Regions from separate parts of the Mus musculus genome. Here region 1 is linked to region 2. A link is a contact called in public HiChIP or PLAC-seq data. All regions are on one chromosome and are shown on one strand. The core of a region is the stretch at or near the end of the contact, and the rest is flanking DNA. Distances in the headings are between cores, read along the strand shown.

Region 1 (3,856 bases), core at 272-2,771, 540 kb before region 2:
TGCCAGTGCTTTCTCATAGTTCTTGCCCATGGCGATGAAGTTGCGGAGGCTGGGGTTGAACTGCTCCATGATGGTCTGGAAAAGAACAGAGAAAGCAGCGTCACCTCACCACCATCCACCCATAGCTGGGATCCAGGGCTCAGCCTGGATGGGGTCAGGAACACTGCCAACCTCCCCAAGTTGAAGCCCCAGCTCTGCCTGCTGTGAGCACTGCACCCAGGTGTGGACAGGAGCCTTCTGTAGAGGGCTGTCTGCACAGCAACAAGGGTCCTCGCAGGGCCGCATGGCACAGGCAGCACTCACAGCCATGGCTTCTGAGGCACCAGGCTGGCGGGGCTGAGTCAGCCGTGGGAGGCCACCCGTCGGCCACACACAAATGCTCAGCGACGCCCCCCACACCACCACCCTAACTCAACACACCAATTACCAACATCAGCTCTGATTACAGCAGTGCACAGCCTGATTTACAAATACCATGCTATGAACAATCCAACAGGCTCCGGATCTGTTTACACGACGGACTGCAGTCCCTGTGCCAATATCGGCAGTTCTTAGACTCAAGAAATTAGATTTTCACTGCGAAGGCCAAATAAATGTTTTAATTACATGGCATAAAAACAGGCACACACAAACAGCAGCCAAATGAGAATCCTACTAGCAGAATACCCACACTGTCAACAGCCTACGCCAGTCAGGGAAGACCCCAGGAGGAACTTTGAAAGAAAACCTGACCAGACCACATCCTAAGCCATGGGGGACAGTGCCGTACAAGGAGCCCAACTCTTTGAGGATGATGGAAACGGAAGCCACCAGGCTCTATACCAACTCTGTCCAACTGGTGGCCTCATTGAAGAGCCAACACAACAGATAAGAGGGACATTTAAAGGCACCAGGGCCAGTGTCCACAATGGGGCCTGGCTCTGGAAAACCCACGGGTGGATACATTCTATATTGGCCTGCCCTTAAGTATGGCAGGATACCATCAGCATGAGACATGAAGACCCTCCCTCATTCCTGGGAATGAAGACTCCAGCTCTAAGCTACCATTCACTCATCCCTTTCACATGTGGGCCTGGCTTGCTGACCCGTCACTCCACGAAGGCTCCCAGAACACAGGAACCTCACGCAGCAACACTTCTCAGCCAAATCTACAGGGCCGGGGGCACTGTCTTCCTGGTTATCTCTTCATGCTAGCCCAGAGACCACACATGGAAGGGACACTCAGCAACCAACCAATCTCCAGGTCCCATCCCACAACCAGCAACTAGGGAGGGGAGGCAGAAGGGCTCCAACAAAGCTGGAGACAGGAGGGCAGGAAGGACCAGTTGTGACTAAAAAAGGAGGCAGGTAGGCCAGAGCAGTGTAAATGCCCCCGGCCAAGCAAGCAGCCCTGAAGGGGCTCCAGGAGCAAACAGGAGAGGAAGTGAGTGAGTGTAGTAATGTCCCTCAGACAGGATAGGAAACTGGGAGGGAGCGTCTGAGTAGAGCCAAGCTGGAAGCATTAAAAAGGCCCCAGGCTGTAGAGACTCTAGTCAAGGGTCAAACAGGAAGTTAAGAGGAACCTCCCTGCTGATTATGAAGGGAAGGAAGGAGGTTCCCGTCAGGACCCAATTCCTTTGTATACCAGGCAGTGTCTGAGGACAGTTGGGACCTGACTGGAGAGACAGGAGAGGCAGACACAGGGGACAGGAAATTGAGGTGGATGTATATTGTGTTAGGGAATCTATCTGAACTGTGCAATCCAAAGAGTACCTGGGAAGCAGACAGGGGTGTTACATGGCAAAATGCTGAAGAAACTGAGTCTAGGAGTAGACCCACGAGTTTGGCTCTAGGAATGCCCCTGAGGATCCTGGGAGGAAAAGGAGGCTTAGCTTAGATCAGTCCTCTGAGCTTCATTAACATCCTGAATGACAGGAGAATATACCAGAAACCACTCAAGGCCAAGTGAGACAGACCGCTGAGGCACCTGCCATGCCTCCTGTGATGCAGAGGGCAACTGTAAGGTTTCACTTCCTCAATGCAGTTGAGCTCATACAGGAGGAATGCAAGAGGGAGTTATCTGGGCAATGTGGGTGTTGAAGTGCCAGCCAGGACACCTAGGCATGGCCACAGCCTCCACCTGCTCAAGAGCAGCCAGTTAGCCTGGGATGTACTGTGTCTGCTGTCTTGGCCTGAAGGCAGTGGCGGCAGCATGAATGCCATTGGGCTGACACTCTGAGGGAGGCCTCTCCTGGCCATAGAGGACCAGTTTCTTTCCAGGTCTGCAAAGAGACACCTGCCCTGGCTGGAAAAGTGGGCCTGCTCTGAAGGAGCAGGCTTATTTCCAGGCTCCTGGCCAGTGTCCTGACTTTTCTTTGAGTCACTTGGCTTCCAGCTACCTTATAAGGAAACCCAGTGGCTCACAAAGTGGGAATCCATTTGGGGTGTGTGCACATACAGGTGTACCCCCACATCTGCTTATGTCGGGATCTCTGAGCTCAGTCCAACTCATTATTCTAGGGTTCATTTAGAAGCCATTCTGACATAGTAAGCCATACTGCCCTGGTGGCTCTTCCTGCCCCACTTCACCCAGCCCCTCCTGGGTGAGTACACTCCCTGCCCACCAGCTCTAGACTGGCTCCTCATAAGAGAACAAGCTCGTGCCTGGAGCGGTGTGAGGAAGGTGCTAAGCAGAAGCAGTCAGCTGGAAGGGTTTGCTGACCAAGGAAGGGATGCCTTCCTTATCAACACCAAGGAGCACCAAGGAGAAAAGCAGAAGCTGCACTTTTGACCTTGCAAAAAATAAACAAGCTGGGTGCTAAGGGCGCTCTCGAGGCAGAGCAGGTCAGCTCTAAGTTCAAGGCCAAAGTTTCAGGGCACCCAGGGCTACACAAAGAAACCCTATCTCAAAAACAAAAACAAAAACAAAAAACAAAAACAAACAACAACAACAACAACAACAACAAAACCTTAAAAACAAAAGATAAAGAACAGAACAAAAGAGAAAAGTCAAGACAAGACAAACTCAAGATTCAGAGGAGGAGCTGAAGGAGCCTCCCCATCCCTGAAACCTAAAGCCAGCTCTCCATGCTGAGAGCTTCATGGTCCTCAGAGGGCACTCTCAAGCCTAGGGGCAACTGAGGCCATCTCTACTGCTTGGACAGAATCCTACTCAGTGAGCAAGCCTCACACTTCCTTCAAAACCCAGGCCTGTGACCTGCCTGTCCCAAATGCACTGTGACTGTGGGGTGGCTTTTGGGTGGCTTTTCTGGACCAGGAACTATATTTAGAACCAGAATTCTTTTACTTATCCACCTGCTCATTCAGTACTTATTAAAGATACCTTCCACATGCCACTAAGGGGTGCCTGCAAACTCACAGGAGACTATTCTATGGAACACGTCCCAAAAGGACTGGGGCTTTGGGAAACTCACCGAGAGATCAGCAGAGCTCAAGCCAAGTTTAATGTGGCATTTCTGCCAGGAGGTCACAAGCAGGGTGTCCTGCAGCTCACCCCTGCCCTCTTTTAAAGACAAGACCTCACTATTTAGCCCTAGCTGGCCTGGAACTTTCTATACAGACCAGGTTGTCCTGGAACTCACAGAGTTCCACCTGCTTCTGCCTCTTGAGTGCTAGATTAAAGGTGTGTCCCTCTACCCTGAGCTCAGGCCCAATTCTGTGGCTTCACCCCTGCAGCCAGGACTCACTAGAGAAGCAAAGCAGGCATCAGCTTTGCAGCCCAAGCAGTACCTAGGTAAGAGGGAGCCCCACAGCATCGTGTAGCTCCAGTGCAGGCTGCTTTGCAGGATATCCAGCAAGACTTGCCTAGGATGTCATGTACGAAGGGAAAAAGATCAATTCCAGGTATTATGTGAGC
Region 2 (3,878 bases), core at 1,088-3,587:
GTGATGAACCCAGCAAGTGCCCAAACCCAAGCCCATCTCTGCAGGACCGTAGCCTCTCAGCCTTTCTGCGGGCACATCTGACTATTTCCCCACAGAAGAACTTCCTTTCTACCCTCTGCCATCCATTTCCATGTCACACACCTAGCTTACAGCTCCAACATGGCCTCCCACATCCCCAGCTGTAAGCAGCATTCCTGACACTGTATCTCCATCACCTCACAGCAAAGGGACCAGCCAGGCCCAGCATCACTTCCCATCAGGCCATGGGTTGTCAAGGTCCCTTCTTTACAGAAGGAACTCCCTGGCTAGAGTTCAGGCCATGATCACAGCCCTTGATCAGTAGGGATGGTCCCCAGTCCCCTATGTCCACACCTATATGCCTTTGGCAGCTTTGTAGCTCCCGGGAAGGCTTACCGCCATCTCTTCAGAATAGGTAAGTCGGACATAGGCTGAGCTAATGGAGAGCATGCGACTTTTAAACAAGCTGCGCAGCCAGTTTCTCGTGGTGGCCAGGGCCTCCTGAAGGGTGCTTGTCACCAAGTCTTCGTAAGATTTTTCGGGCAGCCCCTCGTCAGTATGCTGTAGACACAAGAGAGGGATTACAAAATCTATAGTCACCATCGATCCAGAAGACCTGAGTCTGATCCCCAGAACCCATAGGATGGAAGGAGAAAATTGACTCTTACAAGTAGTCCTGACTTCCAGACCCAGACCATGGTGTGGGCTCTGTGTCTCTGTCTCTGTCTGGGTCTTTCTCACATACACTCATGCGTGCACATGCAAATGCACATACATGCATACATACACGCAGTATAAATTTTGTAAAGAAAAACTAAAAGGAATAACATTAAAATATACATTTAACTATCTATCTCCCATCGATAAAGTCAGAGTTGTGTTTGTGAAGAAAGTCAGTGAAAAGACAGTGAAAAAGTCCGCTAGCATTTCCAAATGGAGGCGCACAGACTCAGGTGGGGGAGTGACCCACAACAATGAGAGAACACTATCTCAGCTGCACAAGGCAACTGAAGGTGACAAGAAGAATCAAGTTCAGAAGCCGGGCGTGGTGGCGCCCAGCAGAGGCAGGTGGACTTCTGAGTTCGAGGCCAGCCTAGTCTACAGAGTGAGTTCCAGAACAGCCAGGGCTACACAGAGAAACCCTGTCTCAAAAAACCAAAAAAAAAAAAAAAAAAAAAAATCAAGTTCAAAGAGAGGTAGGAAGATCTGACGAGGCAGCCACGGAATGCAGCTCTCTCCGGCAAGCACAAAGGACTGCAAGCTGGTGAAGGTGCAGGTGTACTGGGCCACCTCTAGGGACACCAATTTTGCTCTTCAGTTTAACTTAAAGTTCCCAAGGGGAAAACAAGGAGTGGACCTGTGCTCAGGGTAGGATGGTCCCCAGTGTGTTCTGTCAACAGTGGGAAAGAAGTACCCAGTTAACAGTGGGGTTCTGCTCTTTAGCTTGCCCTTGGACATCAGAAGCCTGGCCTACCACCTCCCTCCCTCCCTCCAACCCAAGCCCCAGAACTGCCTCCAGCCCAGAGAGAGCTCAGCTGGAACAGAGAGCCTCAGTCAACTCCCTCATGGCTGAATCAGCTCGGATTCCCTTTCAAATTGAGGTTACCGGAAGCCTACGCCTCCAATACAGTGTCAGACGAACAAGTCCCACTCACCCCTGGAGGACTGAGCTCAAGCAGTTTACAGATAAGCTCAGCAGACAGGGCAGGAATCTCAAAGAACTGGTGGTTAGCTGTGATGTTGCAGACAGTTTCATGGAGGGTCAAACACTCAGTCAAGTAGATCTGTAGCAGGTTCTCCCCAAAGATCCTACCCAAAAAAAGTACAGAGAAATCATTGAAATAGGTGAGAAATGAGAATAGCGAAGAGGGGAAGAAAAAGGTTAAATTAAAAAGAGCGGGTCCTCTGTGTGGGGTGTCTCCTGGCCTACACGTGCTGGTTCGTGTTTACTGAGTGTGTTTGCACACGGGGCAAGCAGGGGTTTAACTACTCAGCATGCCTGACATGCTGGGTTTCAATCCTCAGTTTGCAAAAGAAAAAGGGGGTGGAGGCTGGAGAAAGGGCTCAGTAGTCAAAAGCACTTGCTGTACTATCGGAGGACTTAAAGTCTGGGTCCCCACAGAACAAATGTCTGTGACTCCAACTCATGGCAGCTGCAGGCTGAAGTCAAGGCAGAAAAAGATCTGACCATCAGCACTGGTCTCTCCCCACTTCCTGACTTCAGATGCAGCTCGAGACCTGCTTCCTGCTCCCCTGACAGGGCTTCCCCACCGGTGTGGACTGTAGCCCTCAAACAGTGAGAGAGAACTCACCCTTCCTCCAACTGCCTGTGCTCGGCTCCTGGTCAGAGCCAGGGGAACAGGAAGTCATACGATCACGTTTGACTTCTCCAAACGCCTGATTGCCTCCAGATGGAAGCCAGGACTCGGGAAGTACCGTGAAGGGACACACAGCAAATGGAGCAGGGGCAAACCTTGATCAGCCAGAGCTGGACACACAGCGCTTCATGGCTTGGAAAGCGTGGTGTTGGTTTGCAATCTCCCCAGTGAGGCAGCATGTGTGCAGGAAGCTGTGGCCAGCAGGGACAGCCACCATTCCTCCCAGAGCTGTGTGGAAAACAAAGCTGCCTTTGGCCTCTCTACTTACCTGTGCTGATAAATGTCCACAAGGTGCATCAGCATTTTAAAGACGTTCTCGACATCCTAAGACAGTGAAGAGAAGGGAGGATGTAATCTTGACGTGGCTGTGTTTGTGGAGATTGAGCCAAGAAAAGAAAGGCCTCTGGACACACAGAGCACTGATTCCAAACAGCTACGCTTCTGCCTCACATTAGTAAAGTCACAATACAAAATCACAAGGCTTTCTGTCTTCTGAGCATACCTGTGTGTGTGTGTGTGTGTGTGTGTGTGTGTGTGTGTGTGTGTGTGTGTGTGTGTGTGTTTTCACACGTGTGTAGTAGACTGTGTTTGCTCAGAAGCCATCCATTTGCTTCTGAGACAGCATCTCTCATTGGCTTGGAAATCACCAGTTAAGTGGCTGGACAGTAAGCAAGGATCTGGCCCCTGTAAGTGCAGGCCACAGTGTGCTGGGAGTCAGTGTGGTTCCATTCATTCAGATCCTCAAGCTTGTGTGGCAGGCAGGCACTTTACCAAATGGACCATCACCCAGCCTGATAGATCCATGTTCTCTGTGTGTCTCAGGTCACACCCACCCTGCCTTAGAGTTCCACCAAGCACAGCTGTTTAAAGAAATTAAGATAGAAGTTGAAAAAGCTATTGATAAACTCAGGCAAACTAGCCTTTGCCCACAGGAAACATCACCACACCTAGCAGAACCAACGTCATTACATCTGACTAAATCTACACGCCACCACCACCCCCACCCCACCCCTCTCGTGTGTGTGTGTGTGTGTGTGTGTGTGTTTTCACTCCTCCCTCACTCACCTCTCTTTCCTTGGGCTTGTGGTGCTGAGGATGAGACTCGGGCTTTTGCTCTAACACTGAGTGCTCCCCGCCCTGTGGCAGTTAACCTGTTCTTCCTAAGCCAGCACTTGCTAACCTGTCCCCACAACACACCTTCTTCATGTTCTGGTTTGAGATCTTCCTTAGCCCTGGAAGACGGTATGAAATCCCTTGCAAACAGTCCAGGACCCTCACGGGCACATCACTCAGGTAGTCTATGGAGTTCTCCAAGTAGGAAGATAAGCTTTCAAGAGGGACCACGCTGAGCCAGGAGCGGAAGAGGTACTCATCCACGCGCAGCAGGGCCATCTTACTCTGCATGAACTGGAGGGGCTGGCTCCTGGGGAAAGGCAACACACGGCACGGTGAGACGGCAGCAGTCAGGACAGCAGGCTCTGA

The links. HiChIP or PLAC-seq counts read pairs in DNA pulled down with a chosen protein or histone mark.
Region 1: a contact with region 2 is called in an H3K27ac HiChIP or PLAC-seq map of large pre-B cells, with 4 times the contacts expected there. The contact joins two enhancer-like sites. A contact is called at or near these places in 2 of 484 Hi-C or Micro-C datasets (both in embryonic stem cells), 5 of 115 datasets of contacts at active chromatin or transcription factors (embryonic limb bud, embryonic stem cells, large pre-B cells and 2 more) and 2 of 9 other capture datasets (embryonic stem cells and liver).

What each region holds. Positions count from the first base shown.
Region 1 is chr11:119,953,321-119,957,176 of GRCm38.p6, reverse strand. Baiap2 (brain-specific angiogenesis inhibitor 1-associated protein 2) reads right to left here. Exons shown (of 14, transcript NM_130862.4): 2 at 1-75. Among named protein-coding and RNA genes, the nearest start is that of Gm11767, 12 kb to the right of the region's middle. Within about 2 kb of position 1,521, at least 135 of the 459 cell types and tissues checked have an H3K27ac peak or open chromatin away from gene starts, as enhancers often do.
Region 2 is chr11:119,418,015-119,421,892 of GRCm38.p6, reverse strand. It overlaps Rnf213 (ring finger protein 213), which reads right to left. Exons shown (of 68, transcript NM_001040005.3): 12 at 3,594-3,819; 13 at 2,665-2,720; 14 at 1,674-1,827; 15 at 415-579. Among named protein-coding and RNA genes, the nearest start is that of Mir1932, 29 kb to the right of the region's middle. Within about 2 kb of position 2,337, at least 56 of the 459 cell types and tissues checked have an H3K27ac peak or open chromatin away from gene starts, as enhancers often do.